2 separate regions of the Mus musculus genome follow, and region 1 is linked to region 2. Evidence: chromatin contacts called from public HiChIP or PLAC-seq data. All regions are on one chromosome and are shown on one strand. The core of a region is the stretch at or near the end of the contact, and the rest is flanking DNA. Distances in the headings are between cores, read along the strand shown.

Region 1 (6,798 bases), core at 3,394-5,893, 440 kb after region 2:
TAGTCAGTCCTCAATGGGAAGAGAGGCCCTTTGTCCTGTGAAGGTTCTATGCCCCAGTATAGGGGAATGCAAGGGCCAGGAAGCGGGAGTGGGTGGGTTGGTGATCAGGGACGGGGGACGAGTAGGGGGTATTTGAAGGGGAAACTAGGAAAGAGGATAACATTTGAAATGTAAATAAATAAAATATCTAATTAAAAAAAGAAAATGCTAATTTCAAGCACAGTGAGAAAAATTATCAATAAATATTCTATGATATTTGTAGAGCATGATTGTAATATTTTCCAGTGTTAATATTAAACAAACAGAATAATTATTTTAAGATACATTTCATTGTTATGTCTCTCTTTTCATTTCTGGTTTTATTAATTTGGATACTGTATCTGTGCTCTCTGGTTAGTGAGGGTTTTTCAATCTTGATTTTCTCAAAGAACCAGCTCCTGGTTTTGTTGATTCTTTGTATAGTTCTTGTTGTTTCTATTTGGTTAGTTTCAGCCCTGAGTTTGATTATTTCCTACCATCTATTCCTCTTGGATATATTTGCTTCTTTTTGTTCAGAGCTTTCAGATGTGCTGTCAAGTTGCTAGTGTAAACTTTCTTCAGTTTCTTTTTGCAGACACTTAGAGCTATGAGTTTTCCTCTTACCACTGCTTTCATTGTGTCCCATAAGTTTTGATATGATGTGTCTTCATTTTCACTAAATTCTAAGCAGCCTTTAATTTTTTTTTTATTTCTTCCTTGACCAAGTTATCATTGAGTAGAGCATTGTTCAGCTTCCATGTGTATGTGTGCTTTTTGTTGTTTTTGTTAGTATTTAAGACCAGCCTTAGTCTGTGGTGATTTTATAGGGTGCGTGGGATTATTTCAATCTTCTTGTATCTTTTGAGGCCTGTTTTGTGACCAATTATATGGTCAATTTTGGAGAAAGTATCATGAGGTGCTGAGAAGAAGGTATATTCTTTTGTTTTAGGATGAAATGTTCTACAACTATCTGTTAGATACATTTTGTTCATAACTTGTGTTAGTTGTTTCTTGGTGTCTCTGTTTAGATTCTGTTTCCAGGATCTGTCCATTGCTGAGAGTCAGGTGTTGAAGTCTTCCACTATTATTGTATGGTGTGTGATGTGTGCTTTCAGATTTAGTAAAGCTTCTTTTATGAATGTGGGTGCACTTGCATTTGGAGCATAGATGTTTAGAATTGAGAGTTCATCTTGGTAGATTTTTTTTCTTTGACGAGTATGAAGTGTTCATACTTATCTTTTTTTGATAACTTTTAGAATGGCTACTCCAGCTTATTTCTTGGGACTATTTGCTTGGAAAATTGTTTTCCAACTTTTTACTCTGAGGTAGTGTCTGTCTTTTTCACTGAAGTGCATTTCTTGTATGCAACAAAATACTGGGTCCTGTTTACCTATCCAGACTGCTAGTCTATGTCTTTTTATTGGGGAATTGAGTCCATTGATAATAAGAGAAATCAAGGAAAAGTGATTGTTACTTCCTGTAATTTTTGTTGTTTGAGGTGGAATTATGTTTACGTGGCTCTCTTCTTTTGAGTTTGTTGAAAGATTACTTTCTTGCTTTTTCCTAGGGTATAGTTTCACTCCTTTTGTTGATGTTTTCCATCTATTATTCTTTGTAGGGCTGGATTTATTGAAAGATAAAGTATAAATTTAGTTTTGTCATGGAATATCTTGTTTTCTCCGTCAATGGTAATTGAGAGATTTGTTGGGTATAGTAACCTGGGCTGGCATTTGTGTTCTCTTAGGGTCTGTATGACATGTGCTCAGGATCTTCTAGCTTTCATGGTCTCTGGTAAGAAATGTGGTGTAATTCTGATAGGCCTGCCTTTATATGTTACTTGACCTTTTTCCGTTACTGATTTTAGTATTCGTTCTTTGTTTTGTGCATTTGGTGATTTGATTATTATGTGACAGGAGGAATTTCTTTTCTGCCCGTCTATTTGGAGTTTTGTAGGCTTCTTGTATGTTCATGGACATCTCTTTATTTAGTTTAGGAAAGTTTTCTTCTATAATTTTGTTGAAGATATTTACTGGCCCTTTAAGTTGGGAATCTTCACTCTCTTCTATGCCTATTATTCTTAGGTTTCATCTTATTGTGTCCTCCATTTCCTGGATGTTTGGAGTTAGGAGCTTTTTCCTTTTTCTATTTTCTTTGACTGTTGTGTCAATGTTTTCTATGGTATCTTTTACACCTGAGATTCTCTCTTCTATCTCTTGTATTCTGTTGGTGATGGTTGTATCTATGACTCCTGATCCTTTCCCAGGTTTTCTAATTCCAGGGTTGTCTCCCCTTGTGATTTCTTTATTGTTTCTATTTTCATTTTTAGATCTTGGATGGTTTTTTTTCATTTCTTTCACCTGTTTGATCATGTTTTCCTGTAATTTTTAAGGGATTTTTGTGTTTCCTCTTTAAGCGCTTCTAGCTGTTTACCTGTGTTCTGCTGTATTTCTTTAAGGGAGTTATTTATGTCCTTCTTAAAATCCTCTATCATCCTTATGAGAAGTGATTTTAGATTTGAATTTCGCTTTTCCAGTGTGATGGTGTATCCAGGACATGCTATGGTGGGAGAATTGGGTTCTGATGATGACCTTGCTAACCTTGGTTTCTGTTGCTTGTGTTCTTATGCTTGCCTCCTGCCATCTGATAATCTCAAGTGCTACCTGCTCTTCTTATATCTGACTGGAGCCTGTCCTTCCTGTAATCCTGTTCCTGTCAGAATTCCTCAGAGTTCAGCTATATTTGTGATCCCGTGATTCTGGGATCCAGTGATCCTGAGATCCTGGGTATGTCAGAGCTCTTGGGATAAAAGCTGCCTCTGGGACTCTGAGATCCTCGTGTGACCAAGCTCCTGGGATTCTGTAATCCTATGATCCTGTGATTCTGGGTGTGTTAGGGTGCCTGGGAGTGGAGGTTCTTCTGGGTATTGTGGGACTGGCGGTAGAGTTAGCAACCAATGTCTGCTCAGGAGACTGGCCTAGACTGGAAGGAACTCATGCCACAGATCAGGCAGAGTTTCTGGGTGCCTGGGTCCCGGTGGTTCCAATTACTCCCCGGTGTTGGGGCAGATGTTGTGTCCTCCTCACCTCTGACCCTATGATCCTGGGCATATTAGAGCGCCTGGGAGTTGAGCTTCTTCTGGGTGTTGTGGGACTCATTGTGGAGTTTAAGCCCAAGGTCTGCTCAGGGGATCGGGTCAGACTGGAAAGAACCCCTGCCACTGGTCAGGTGGAGTTCCTGGGTGCCTGGGTCCTTTCTATCTCTGTCTTAAGAGAGTATGTTTTTAAAAATTAATAACAGAGTTAGTGACTGAGCCTAGACTTCACACATGCTAAGAAATCTGTCTGCCACCAAGCTATTTCCACAGCTCTTAGAAGTATATTATTGACTTTTCCACAATACTAATTTTTTACAACCCATAAGCCTGGGAGATCTTCCATTTTCTAGTGTTCTCCTCAATCTCTTTCTTCAAAATATACAGAGGTGAGGTTCTCAACCCCACCTAATAGAATATATAACACAACCTAACGTGAGTGCTGTACCTCAGGCTTCTGGAACATCAGGGAATAGGGGAAAGGGAGGGAAGATTAAAGGAGCCAGAGGACTGGAATGTCTGTGAGATTGTGTCTTTTATATATGATAGGAATGCTGTACCTATGAAATCTCAACACTATGGCTAGTCAACTCGACCTAAACAGCTGATATTTGGGCGAAGAGCTAGATGTTGAGGAAAAGGAAGCTAAGTAAAGATCTGGGATAAATCAGAAAGTGTTTGAGGAAAAGGGATATATAGGGTACTCTGCACAGCAATTCAGGCTTTTATCTCATACCCTTCTGTTTAAGCCGTCTGGGTTTGAGACTTCCCCAATTCCTTTTCTCCACCAAAACTTACATTTCAAATGTTGTATTTGCCTTCTCAATGAATACCTATCCATATACTTATATATAGTGATCATTCCTTTTCAAGGAATATCTGCATTTTACAGGGATCCACTAAAGGCAATTTCCTTCCAAAAGCATGGTGGAGATACTGTGATTTGAGCATTGTGGGGGGCCACTGAGGGGATACTTAGAACAAATGAGACTGAGACATATAAACCAGGCAGCACAGTTAATAATGAGTCCCATTGCTGAAGTGTTCTCTCTAGTGTATAGGAATCACCAGCTGCCTGCCAGGAATATGCTCCAAACTGACACACTTAAGAACAAAGATTTCTGTCAGTTCTAAATGCAGCTGAGAAATGGAGTTCGGGTGTGATTGGGGACAATCTCTCCAGTAGATTGTGTCATGGCACACGTACAGAGGCTCTAGGCAGAGCAGTTCCTTGTTAAAGGGTTTTACATCCCTATCTGAGTTTTAAATGTTGAACCACACAAAGGAATTGTTGAAACCTCCTTAAGCAGCTAAAACCTTGTTCCCAATTCATGGGAAATTTGGCCATGGAAGAGATTAAATAGAGTGGTGTCGCTAGTCAGAGTTGATGAAATGCAAGCACGGAGATGGTACCTATCAAAAAGGAAATTAGAATAAATGAATATTAAAATATTTAAATCTATAATAATGTGTTCAAAACACAGTTCCAAAGAACATTATCATTGGAAGTGAGAAACCCGCGCTAAGTCACTTATAGTCTCTCCCAAGCAACCTTCTTCCTTCCATTTCAACTCATTAGGGTAATATTAGCTTTGAGCATAATGGTGTAATTTTAACTGTACTGTACACAAATTACTCTGGCTCTTTATGTGACAAGACTTAGCAATAATCCCTCTCGGTAGATCTTTAACAATTGCTACAATGCTGGGGTGGGGAGGGGTGGGTGTGAGGGGTGTGTGGGGGTGAATGAAGCTCCTTGAAAGAAACAAACAGGAAAGACAAGAGTTTATGCTAACCCATGGGGAGGGTCAGAGATGAATGTTTCTATATTGTTAACGTAGGTGGCTACCTTCCCAAAGTTTTACATTAAGAAGGAAACGTTGCCATTTTCGAAATGATCTGTGCTCAATAAGGTCCAGAGAACTCAATGTCCTAAGATAAAGGCCCAGAGAACTGATCTTGCCTTCTTCCTAATCAGTCATCTGAGTATGGCAGTCATAACAGTCAGCTCAGATACATGGCACTGCATGAGGAACTTTAAGGTGCAGGCTAAACCATCATCCAATGGCTCTCACTATGAAAAGAAAATCTGAGCAAAGACTTGAAGAAAGTCCCAGGATTAACATTTGGCAAAGGGGCTTCATTTAAATGATCATTTAAAAGTCCACTATGTAAGGCAGGCTGAGTAGCAATTAGTAAGAAGTGTGGCCAGGGAAAAATGAGCTGGGGGTCCACTTGGGAAGATTAGAGGGGACACAACAGAAGAACATGGTGGAAACACTAAGAGCTAGGATTTCTTCTAGAAAGGAAAGGACAGTCACTGGGTTCTGAACAAAATGACCGCATGGTTTAAAAATTATCACTCTGGTTTCTGTTTAAAAACAGCCAGGGCCTCTTGTAATAGTTCAAAGGAGAAATGAAAAAGATAAATGGCCAGACTTCTCTGGATTCTGAAAGGTGAATCCAATAGATTTCCTCAGCAATTGGATGTGGATTTGAAACAGCAGAGTCAAGGATGACTCCTGGAAGTATGATCAGCCGAAGGATGCAGTCGCCATCTCCTGTGATGGAGAAAAACTACAGCTAGAGGGGGTGTGGAGAGGAAAAAAATTTTTTACTTTGCATGCATTGAGAGTCAAATATCAGATATTCAAATAGAGATGTCAAGAAATCAATCTAGTGTTGGAGTTTGATGTTGGAATAAAGCACTTCGCCCTGTGCTGGGAATATAAGAGACTGTCATTAGAGGTGAGAGGAAAACAAAGACTTCAGTCTTGGGGAGGAGATCCCAGCATTAGAAAATCTAGAAGAATCAGCAAAACCTAGAAAGTGATGTTGTTACTACTTTCTGTAAGATGGACTTGAATATTTGACCCGTGACTTAGCATGGCAATCAGAGTATCTAGTTGGGGGAGCCCACAGATTGTTATGAGCTGGTTTGGGGACAGTCTGAAGTGGGCCTCTGAGAAGATTAAGGATAATGAATAGAAATAACTTCTTCAAGGAGCTTTGCCAAAAAGGGAGACTGACAGAAGAAAATATTGGTGGGGGAAGTTGCATGTTGGGATAGGATTCAATATTTTCTTGGAATTTTTCTGTTTGTGTGTATGTGTGTATCTGTTCGTGTGCATGCAGATACATGTGTGTGCATGTGCATGCAGAGGCCATAAGACAATCTCAGGTCATGGTTAGGTGGTATCTGCCTTGGGTCTTTGAGATAAAGTCTCTTTCTCATTGGTTGGAAGCACAGCAAGTAGTCTAGACTGGACAGCAAGCTCCAGGGATCCACCTGTCTCCATATCCTAAGCACTGGAATCACAAGAATGTATTGCTGTGTCCAGCTCTCAATGTGGATTATGGGAGCTGAATTCATGATTTCAAGGCCAGACACTTATCAACTGAACTATCCCTTCAAACCCTATGGTGGTTTGAATAGGAATGGTCCCCATAGACTCATGTGTTTGAATACTTGGCCTATGGGGAGTGACACTATTAGGAGGTGTGGCCTTGTTGGAGAAAGTGTGTCACTGTAGGGCAGGCTTTGGGGTCTCCCATGCTCAAGCTCCATACAGTGTAGAACAAAGTCTCTTTCTGCTGCTTTTGGATCAAGATATAGAAGTCTTGAATCAAGATGTAGGCTCTTCCAGCACCATATCTGCCTGGACACTGCCATGCTTCCTGCAATGATG
Region 2 (7,630 bases), core at 1,434-3,933:
ACATCAGCACAGCTTGGAGCTTTGAAAAAGTTTAAAGAGGCCCAGCTTCAATTGTGCATTTAAAATCTATAGAGATGGAGAATGTTCTGGTGTCTACCAGCATATAACTCATCTTTTTACACACACACACACACACACACACACACACACACACACACACACACACACACACACAGCACCTACTGTGTACTAGAAACTCTAGTATATGCTATGAGGATCCTGGTGGATCAGATGATCTCTGCTGAGATGGCTTGGAGGAGATGGCATTAATTATGGGACCAGAAAGAAATGTCCCAGCACATCTGTAGTCTAGATAAATAGTCTGGGAGCTATAGTAGATAAAGTTATGTCTGAAGATAGTGGCCATGCAGTCAACCTGTAGTCTTGGAATACACCCACCCACTCTTTCATCACAAAGGGGCTCCACTTTCCTCCCTGGACAGACCCAGCAACCAGAATGCTTGCTGGCCTCAATTGTTCCATTCAACAGGGATGTGTGTTCCTTCCCGTCACTGACTGCAATACATTTTATAAATCAAAGGGCCAAGGAAGACCAGCAGAAAAGGGAATCTGGATTTCAGGCAAAGAATTTCCCCCCAAGGAGTCCTTGGCAGCCTTGGCTGCATCCAGGATGTCCTCTAAGAGTAATGATACATTTACCACGAGCTTATTAAACGCTGCAACCATTTTTTTTAAATGATGGGGTAGGCATATTACCCATAAACCTCCACTCATTTCCTCCTTAGCCATAACACAAAGGTCAATAGGCCTGAGATGGGAGACAAGTTACCCTCTTCTCCCTCCGTTTCTTCCTGTCTTCCTTCCTCCCCTTACATTCTTCCACCTTATCCACTTCCTCTTCTCCCCGTTTCCCTCCCAACCTCTCATCTCTCTTCTCTACATCCCAGTCTCTCTCCCTATGGCTGTGATGGAAGTTGGTTCAAGCCCCCTTCCCCTTTAACAGAAAGAACTTTGTGTGCCAAATAACCAACTAATCAGAGAAGGCAACACCCTTGCTGCAGTTGTTAAAGAAAAATAAAGCTACTTTGCGGAGCAGGAGAAGGGACTGAGGATCTGAAGATATTTAGAGTCGCAGGCTGCATAGCCCCAGAGACTCATTCACTCTTAGGGACTTCTGGAGAGTAGTGACCGAGTGAAAACCGCGCCCAACAGCATTCGTGTCTGGGTTAGCACCAGAGTTAGAGGCATTTCAGAAGCCTGCTGAAGACTGAGTCTAGAATGCCCATTCCCTTGCGGTCTACTAAAGTCGTATTGGTTGGGGCTTTAGGTTTCTCTACCTCTCCTGACACGGAGATAATGTCTTCCGAGTGCCCTCAAGTCTCGATCTCGCGCACATAAAGTTCATCCCGCCACCCTTGTTTCAGAGTGAAGAGCTGGACACCTGGGATGGGCATCCTGCCTTTTCTGCCTGGTCAGTCCTTTTTTCCTCCACGTTTGCCCCCGAAGTCCCAGGACAGGCAAGCAAGGGACTAGGCGTCTGCCCAAAGAGAACGCAGTCAGTACGCCTCCGTCGCGCTCAGGGCTCGGAAGGGATGCTTAAGAACTGCCATGGTGCATACCCCTTCGACTCAGGATACCTCCATCTCCTTCCCTCTGCCCCCTCTCTCGCTCTCTAAGGCCACGCTCCTTCCAGTTTAGACGCTAGAGCTCAGAGATCCCTTGCTCGCCACTTTGCCGGGAACTTTGGCGGCTCCCCTGCGCCACAAGGAGAAGGATGTTAATGAGGGAGTGTGGCCAGGCTCTGTGAACAAGCCAGCTCGGGAGCTGCGATTGGCTGTGATAAGGCGGAAGGATGACGTTATGCAAAGAAGGGGCGTGTCTAGGCTGCGAGGGCCCCGCCTCCTTCCCTTTGGGGTTAGTGTGCCTGTGTTTAGCTCTGGGGAGAGTCAAACTGGATTCCACAGGGAGAGCCTGCAAATCACTTCTATTTTAGCAAGGAGAAAACAGAATCTCCATCCAGCAGGGTCCACCCCTCTCTTTCTCCCTCTCCTCTCTTTTTCTATCTCTTTCCCTCCCCCCTTCCTCTTTCCCTCTCTCTCCCCTTCCCCCCCCCCCCTCCGGTGTATCTGTCTACAGCAACCAGCGTCCTCATCTACACGCACGGAAAGGAAAGAAACATCTTTGGTTGAGAGAGGAGGAGGAAAAAAGAGAGAGAAAAAAACTTGCCTGGTTGTGGAAAATGACACTTCAAGTAGCCAAGCCGGCTTCGAGAGTCGTATCTATTGTTTCTTAAATTGTCATCAGGGTGGTTTTTTTTCTTCCTGCTTCTTCAAGTGAAGGTACCGCTACAAAAGGAAACTCCAGCCCCTCCTGTTCTCCAACGGCCTGTGATTACTACAAAAAGAAAAAAAAAAAGGCAAAAAAAAAAAAAAAAGCAAAAAAAAAAAAAAAAAAAAAAAAAAAAAAGGAAAAAAAAAGCACCCAAACTCAAAACCAACCAACCAAACAACCCCCAACAGCCAGGCATATATCTCTGTTTTTTCTTAATTTTGGTCTTTTCGTTGGATTTTCCCTTTCTTTTTTTTTCCCCTCGCCCCCCTCCTTGTTATCGCTCAGTTTTGAGCGAAGGTTTACATTTTTAAAAATTTTGCTTTTCAGCCCGCCTTGATGTAGCGCGAGTCTCATCGACTCAAAAAAAAAAAAAAAAATCTGTGGTTGGCGTTTTTTTTTTTTTTTCCTTTTTTTTTTTTTCAAATATTTTCAAAGGGGAGGAGATTTTTCCACAAGAAAAGGTTGTTTTCATGTTTGGGATCCAGGAAAGCATCCAACGGAGTGGAAGCAGTATGAAGGAAGAGCCGCTGGGCAGCGGCATGAACGCGGTGCGGACGTGGATGCAGGGCGCCGGGGTGCTGGACGCCAACACAGCGGCGCAGAGGTGGGTACCGCTGGGGGACCGTGGAGGAGAGGCCACCGGCTAGCGGGAGAGCCCGGAGACGGCGGCGCGGCTACCCGGGGCCTGGCCACGCGAGTGCGTCTGCCGCTGCGCTGCGCTCGCCGCCCGAGCTCCGCGCTCCTCGGCTGCGCAGCACTCGTCGCCGGGTGGCCAGAGATCAGCGAGCTGCTGGAGGGAGCCGAGCCCAAGCTTTGCCGGCACTTTCCGCAGCCCCATCTGCGAGTGTTTTCGTTTTGTTTTAACCCAGAAGAGGCGTCTCTGCAGCTCGGTGTTGGATAGCTGCGCTTTTCTGACCGCTTGTTTTCTTTTCTGTGTGGTTATATTTTTCCCTTTTCCTCTCCTTCTCTTCGCTTCCTTTCCCCTTTATTTCGCTTCAGTTCTTTCCTTTTTCTTCTTCCCTCTTTTCTTTTTTCCTACTTAATTTTCTTCTCTCCCCCTTTCTTCCTTTCTATTTTCTACCTTCTTTAATTCTTTCCTTTCCCCCTATCTTTCCTTTCCCTTTTCTACCTTCTTTAATTTTTTCTTGTCCTTCTCCACTCTTTTCCCCCCTTCTTTCTCAGTTTCACTCTTCGTTTTTCTCTTCTCTTTCCTCACCTGGCTCTCTCCCCCGTTTCTCTCTCTCTCTCTCTCTCTCTCTCTCCATTTTTCTTCTTGGAGTCTCCTCTTATTTCTCCTATCTGGTTCTTTACTCTCTCCTCTCTCCACTTCTTAGCCTTCAGTTTTTCTCAGTCTGCCTGTAGAATAGTGATTTCCAACTTTAATTTTCACATCTCCTAAAAGCCACCCTCATCCACTGTCACCTTGGCCTTCCCCAGTCCCTCTCCCACTCTCCAGATCCTACACTGAGTGATTTGGAGGCCATGCTCTTGGAGACCAACTTGAGGAACTTCCCTGGACACACCCAGTGCCCTGTCCAGGGGCTCCTAGTCCCAAGTGAGAAATGGTACCTTGCCCTTTTCATTGCTGGCCACCACCTGGGCTTCGGGGAAAACTTTGTGGGCCCAGGCTCCATTAGACATAAAGGGTGCAGAAGGGGAATGGGGAGTAGTTCCATCTTTCCATTTTTGGGGGGAAGGGCTAGGGACAACTGTCCTATACTGTTTCCATCCCCATGAGCACAGGGTTGGGAGTGGTTGGTAGTGAGAGTGAATTGGGTAACTAGGCTAGAAGCGAAAGTGTGTGTGTGTGTGTGTGTGTGTGTGTGTGTGTGTGTGTGTGTGTGTGTTGTCCGATAGTGTCCGGCAGTTTGGGCTGTCATTGTGGTGCCCCCGGGCATCCTATTCTCCAGTCCCCCGCGGATCTTCTCAGCCAAGAAGCCTTGGCCCTTTGGGTTTCTGGAATGTGTGAGGAGGATTTCTCAGAATGGCAAAACTTTGGCAAGACAGGTCTTTTATTTAAAAAAAAAATTAACCAAACAACAACAGTCACTTACAACAGTAAAACAAGACGCCCCAGTTCTCTTTCCCATGGCGATCGATCATTTCTAATAGCCGCGAGTCCCAATCAGGGACCCTTCTCCGCTTGCTTGCCGTTTGTGTAGAAAATTAGCGTGCTGAGGTCGGGTACCATCAGCTGGCCGAGGCTAGGGAGTTTCCTGGAGGGTGGCTGAGGCAGCGAACAACCTAGCATGCCTTCATGCATTTCCACCTGCCCACTTACTTGCGAGATTTGGAGGCGTAGTCGGAGCCTATTCCCACGCCCTGGCCTTCGAAGTAGTAAATTGCGCACTTTCTCTTTAACCCCGTCTCATTTCACCCACGGTCACGTTTCCTCTCCACGCAGCGCGTTTCAAGTGGAGTAAAGATTGTAGCGTTTCATCTCACACCCAAAACCCAAACAAAACTTCCACACCTCTGAGTTCTGATGACCCGCTGTCTCTGGAAGGGGAGGACAGGGACATGAGTGGCATTTGTCCGGTTCGTCAGCCGCTCTTGAGCTCCTGATGGGTCATGGAAGGAGCCCAGGGGATGTTTTGGGAGCAGAGAAGGTGGGTGTTGGGGGGGTTCGCTCGCGTGTCCTGGGTGACAGGGGGATGCGGGACACAGTCTGGCTTAGCCATCTAACTCTGCGTCTTTGGTCGCAGCGGGGTGGGTCTGGCCCGGGCTCACTTTGAGAAGCAGCCGCCTTCTAACCTGCGGAAATCCAACTTCTTCCACTTCGTCCTGGCCCTCTACGACAGACAGGGCCAGCCCGTGGAGATTGAGAGGACGGCCTTTGTGGGGTTCGTGGAGAAGGAAAAAGTAAGTGGGCGCAGCGCAGTCCCTAGTAGTCCCGGGCTCAGAAAGCAGGCCCAGGCGCCTTGGAAGCCGCCTCCCGTGTGGGCAAAGGTTTGCTCACACTCCTGTGAGAGTCCCCCCCCCCCCCCCTTCCCGCCCCCAGCTACTTCCCGCCCTGGACGAATCCAGGCTCCTGGGACTCAAGGTCCTGCTTCAGAAAGTGAGCACGGAGCCCCCAGGGCTGGAGAGATTCCAGGCAAAAAACGAGCGGAACCCTACTTGAGTCTAGCCTTGGGAGCCTGCAGAGTGCTTGCTCTGAACTATCAGATCAGGAATGCTTGCCCCAGATGGCCCAGGCTGCAGTCCTTAGGCTCTGGGAAGAGTCTCACCCATGTGCACCTCACAGAAATTTCTGGAATGGTAGAGAGAAAGCAGTTTGGGATGAGGGTGGAGAAAAGATTAAGTTTGCCACAGTTTCTGTTACTACTGGGGTTGACTGGCTTTACAGGATGGGGGGGGGGTCCCCATTTGGGAAAAGTTGCCTTGAAGTTGGTGGGTGCACTCGCTCATGGAGACCTCTCTCCTCGTTTCTTGTGTCTTTGGGCCTTGCTGCAAACCAGGAAGCCAACAGCGAAAAGACCAATAATGGGATCCACTACCGGCTCCAGCTCCTCTACAGCAATGGTGAGGCTCCTGTCGGGTCGGTGCCAGCACCCTGGGGCTCCGGGTCAGGGCAAGGGGCTCACGGAGCTCCAGGTGGACGAAAACCCCCCAGCGAAGCTCAGCCGTCAGCCACCCTCCAGGTGAACAGGCCTCTCCGAAATTTCATTCTAGGAAGTTTCTCACCTGAGGAGGCAGAGGGCGGCTTGGTCAGCCCAGGGCTGACCAGAGGCCACTTGGCCCTGACAAGACCACTTGGTTGTCCTCTTTCCCCCACTTCTTGAGGCCTGTGTTGCTTGGCCAAAATTCCAGGTCGCTTGGCTCCTCGGTTTTTTTGAGGGGTGGGGAGGGTGGGCTGGGGAGAGGCTGGGAGTGGAGGAGCTCCTGATGGATCCAGGCGGCTTCAGAAGGGCTCTAGCCTGGGAAGGGAGAGTGGCCAGGTTGGGGGGCGGGGTCCCCACCTCTTTTCTAGCTCCAGTGCTTGGAGGAGGCTGGCTTCTAAGGGGAGCATTTGAACTAGGCCCGCAGATCCTTTCTGGATTCTGGGAAGGAGCGTCCTGGCTCGCCCCTTTCTGGACAGCAGGAGTTCCCCTTGGCCTTGGACCCTTTTGCGTTGTTTTTGTTTGTTGCTATTGTTATGTGAATTGTGGAGTTCTTTTTTCTTTCAGGGCTTATCCCCTCTCTCTTAATTTTCCTTCCTCCCTCCACCCCCAGGGATACGGACAGAACAGGATTTCTATGTGCGCCTCATCGACTCCATGACAAAACAAGTAAGTTTCTTAGAATTCCACGACTCTCGGGTCACCAAATTTGCTGCAGTTCAAAAACCGGTTGAGCCACTGAGAGATGACTGGGACCCAAACTTTCAAAGTCAGGGTGATCCTGGCAAAGTGGGAGCAGCGCAGGCTCCCCAGATCATTTCTGCTCGAGGCTCACTGCCTCCTTGGGAAAGCCAGGCCTGGTGATTAAAACCTGGGGGTGCTGAGTGAAGGAAAAAGGACTGAACTTCCCCTGGCTTGGCCAAGGAGCCCTAAGGGAAGCGAAAGGAGCCCGGGAGACAACCCCCTCCCGGGAGGCAGAATAGACTGAACTAACTAGCCAGGCCTTCTCTAAGGCCCAGGCCTGAGGAATTGGGGGGTAAGAGGCAATTCAAGGGATGGAGCTGATGGAATTTGCAAATAAACTCCCCACAGATTTTTTTTTTAAGGCGATGGTATTGGAAGGTAGTGTTGGAAGTGGGAGCCTACAGTTGTTCAAGAGTATTTTGCAAAAAAACCCTCCTGCTTTGGCCTCCAAGTTTGGCTGCGAGCCAGACAGCAAGAGCTAGCTAAGGCTTTCTGTCTTAAAGGGACATGGACTGCATTTTCTTAAGCTTGCCAGCACACGGTGTCAGGCAGTATACATTAAGGTTGAGTTATGTTTTAAAAGATACAATTATGAGCGGAGTTGGAAGTAAGGCTTGACATTTTAATGAGGCGCAGGAGGGATATTTTTTTTTCATCTATCCTCTTCTTAATTTTAAGAAAAAAGTATAGTTTCAGAATGAAGTAGCTGGTTAGCTAGTTGAAGTAACAGAAACAAAAAAGACAGCTTTATTGAGAGGATGAAAGAATTCAAAACAAAAAGAAAAGTTATCATCTATTGTGCAGCAAGTAGCAGTGTAGTGCAGGGTTAAGATGTGTTTGTTTGATTGTCATTTTAAATATTCCTTTTAAAACAAGAAGAGGTGTTCTTCCTTCACTGGGTTAGAAAGTTTGGAATTAGGGTGTCCATGCACAATTAAAAATAGATTTAGATCTGCCTGGCTATAATGTGCAAAATACACATTAATAAGCTGTTG

What was found. HiChIP or PLAC-seq counts read pairs in DNA pulled down with a chosen protein or histone mark.
Region 1: a contact with region 2 is called in an H3K4me3 HiChIP or PLAC-seq map of embryonic basal ganglia, with 8 times the contacts expected there. The contact joins the enhancer-like site here to the promoter of Ebf1 in region 2. A contact is called at or near these places in 7 of 39 promoter capture datasets (the 3T3-L1 cell line, the C10 cell line, embryonic stem cells and 2 more), 3 of 15 datasets of contacts at CTCF or cohesin (the NIH/3T3 cell line, large pre-B cells and pro-B cells), 1 of 484 Hi-C or Micro-C datasets (embryonic fibroblasts), 17 of 115 datasets of contacts at active chromatin or transcription factors (the 230-238 cell line, the NIH/3T3 cell line, craniofacial prominence and 9 more) and 2 of 9 other capture datasets (embryonic stem cells and liver).

What each region holds. Positions count from the first base shown.
Region 1 is chr11:45,051,743-45,058,540 of GRCm38.p6, forward strand. No RefSeq gene overlaps it. Among named protein-coding and RNA genes, the nearest start is that of Gm51859, 33 kb to the right of the region's middle. Within about 2 kb of position 4,644, at least 3 of the 459 cell types and tissues checked have an H3K27ac peak or open chromatin away from gene starts, as enhancers often do. A contact at or near this core is called in embryonic basal ganglia, where this site is marked.
Region 2 is chr11:44,615,417-44,623,046 of GRCm38.p6, forward strand. It overlaps Ebf1 (early B cell factor 1), which reads left to right and starts at 2,684. Exons shown (of 16, transcript NM_007897.3): 1 at 2,684-2,896; 2 at 4,998-5,154; 3 at 5,751-5,814; 4 at 6,505-6,560. The coding sequence starts at 2,763.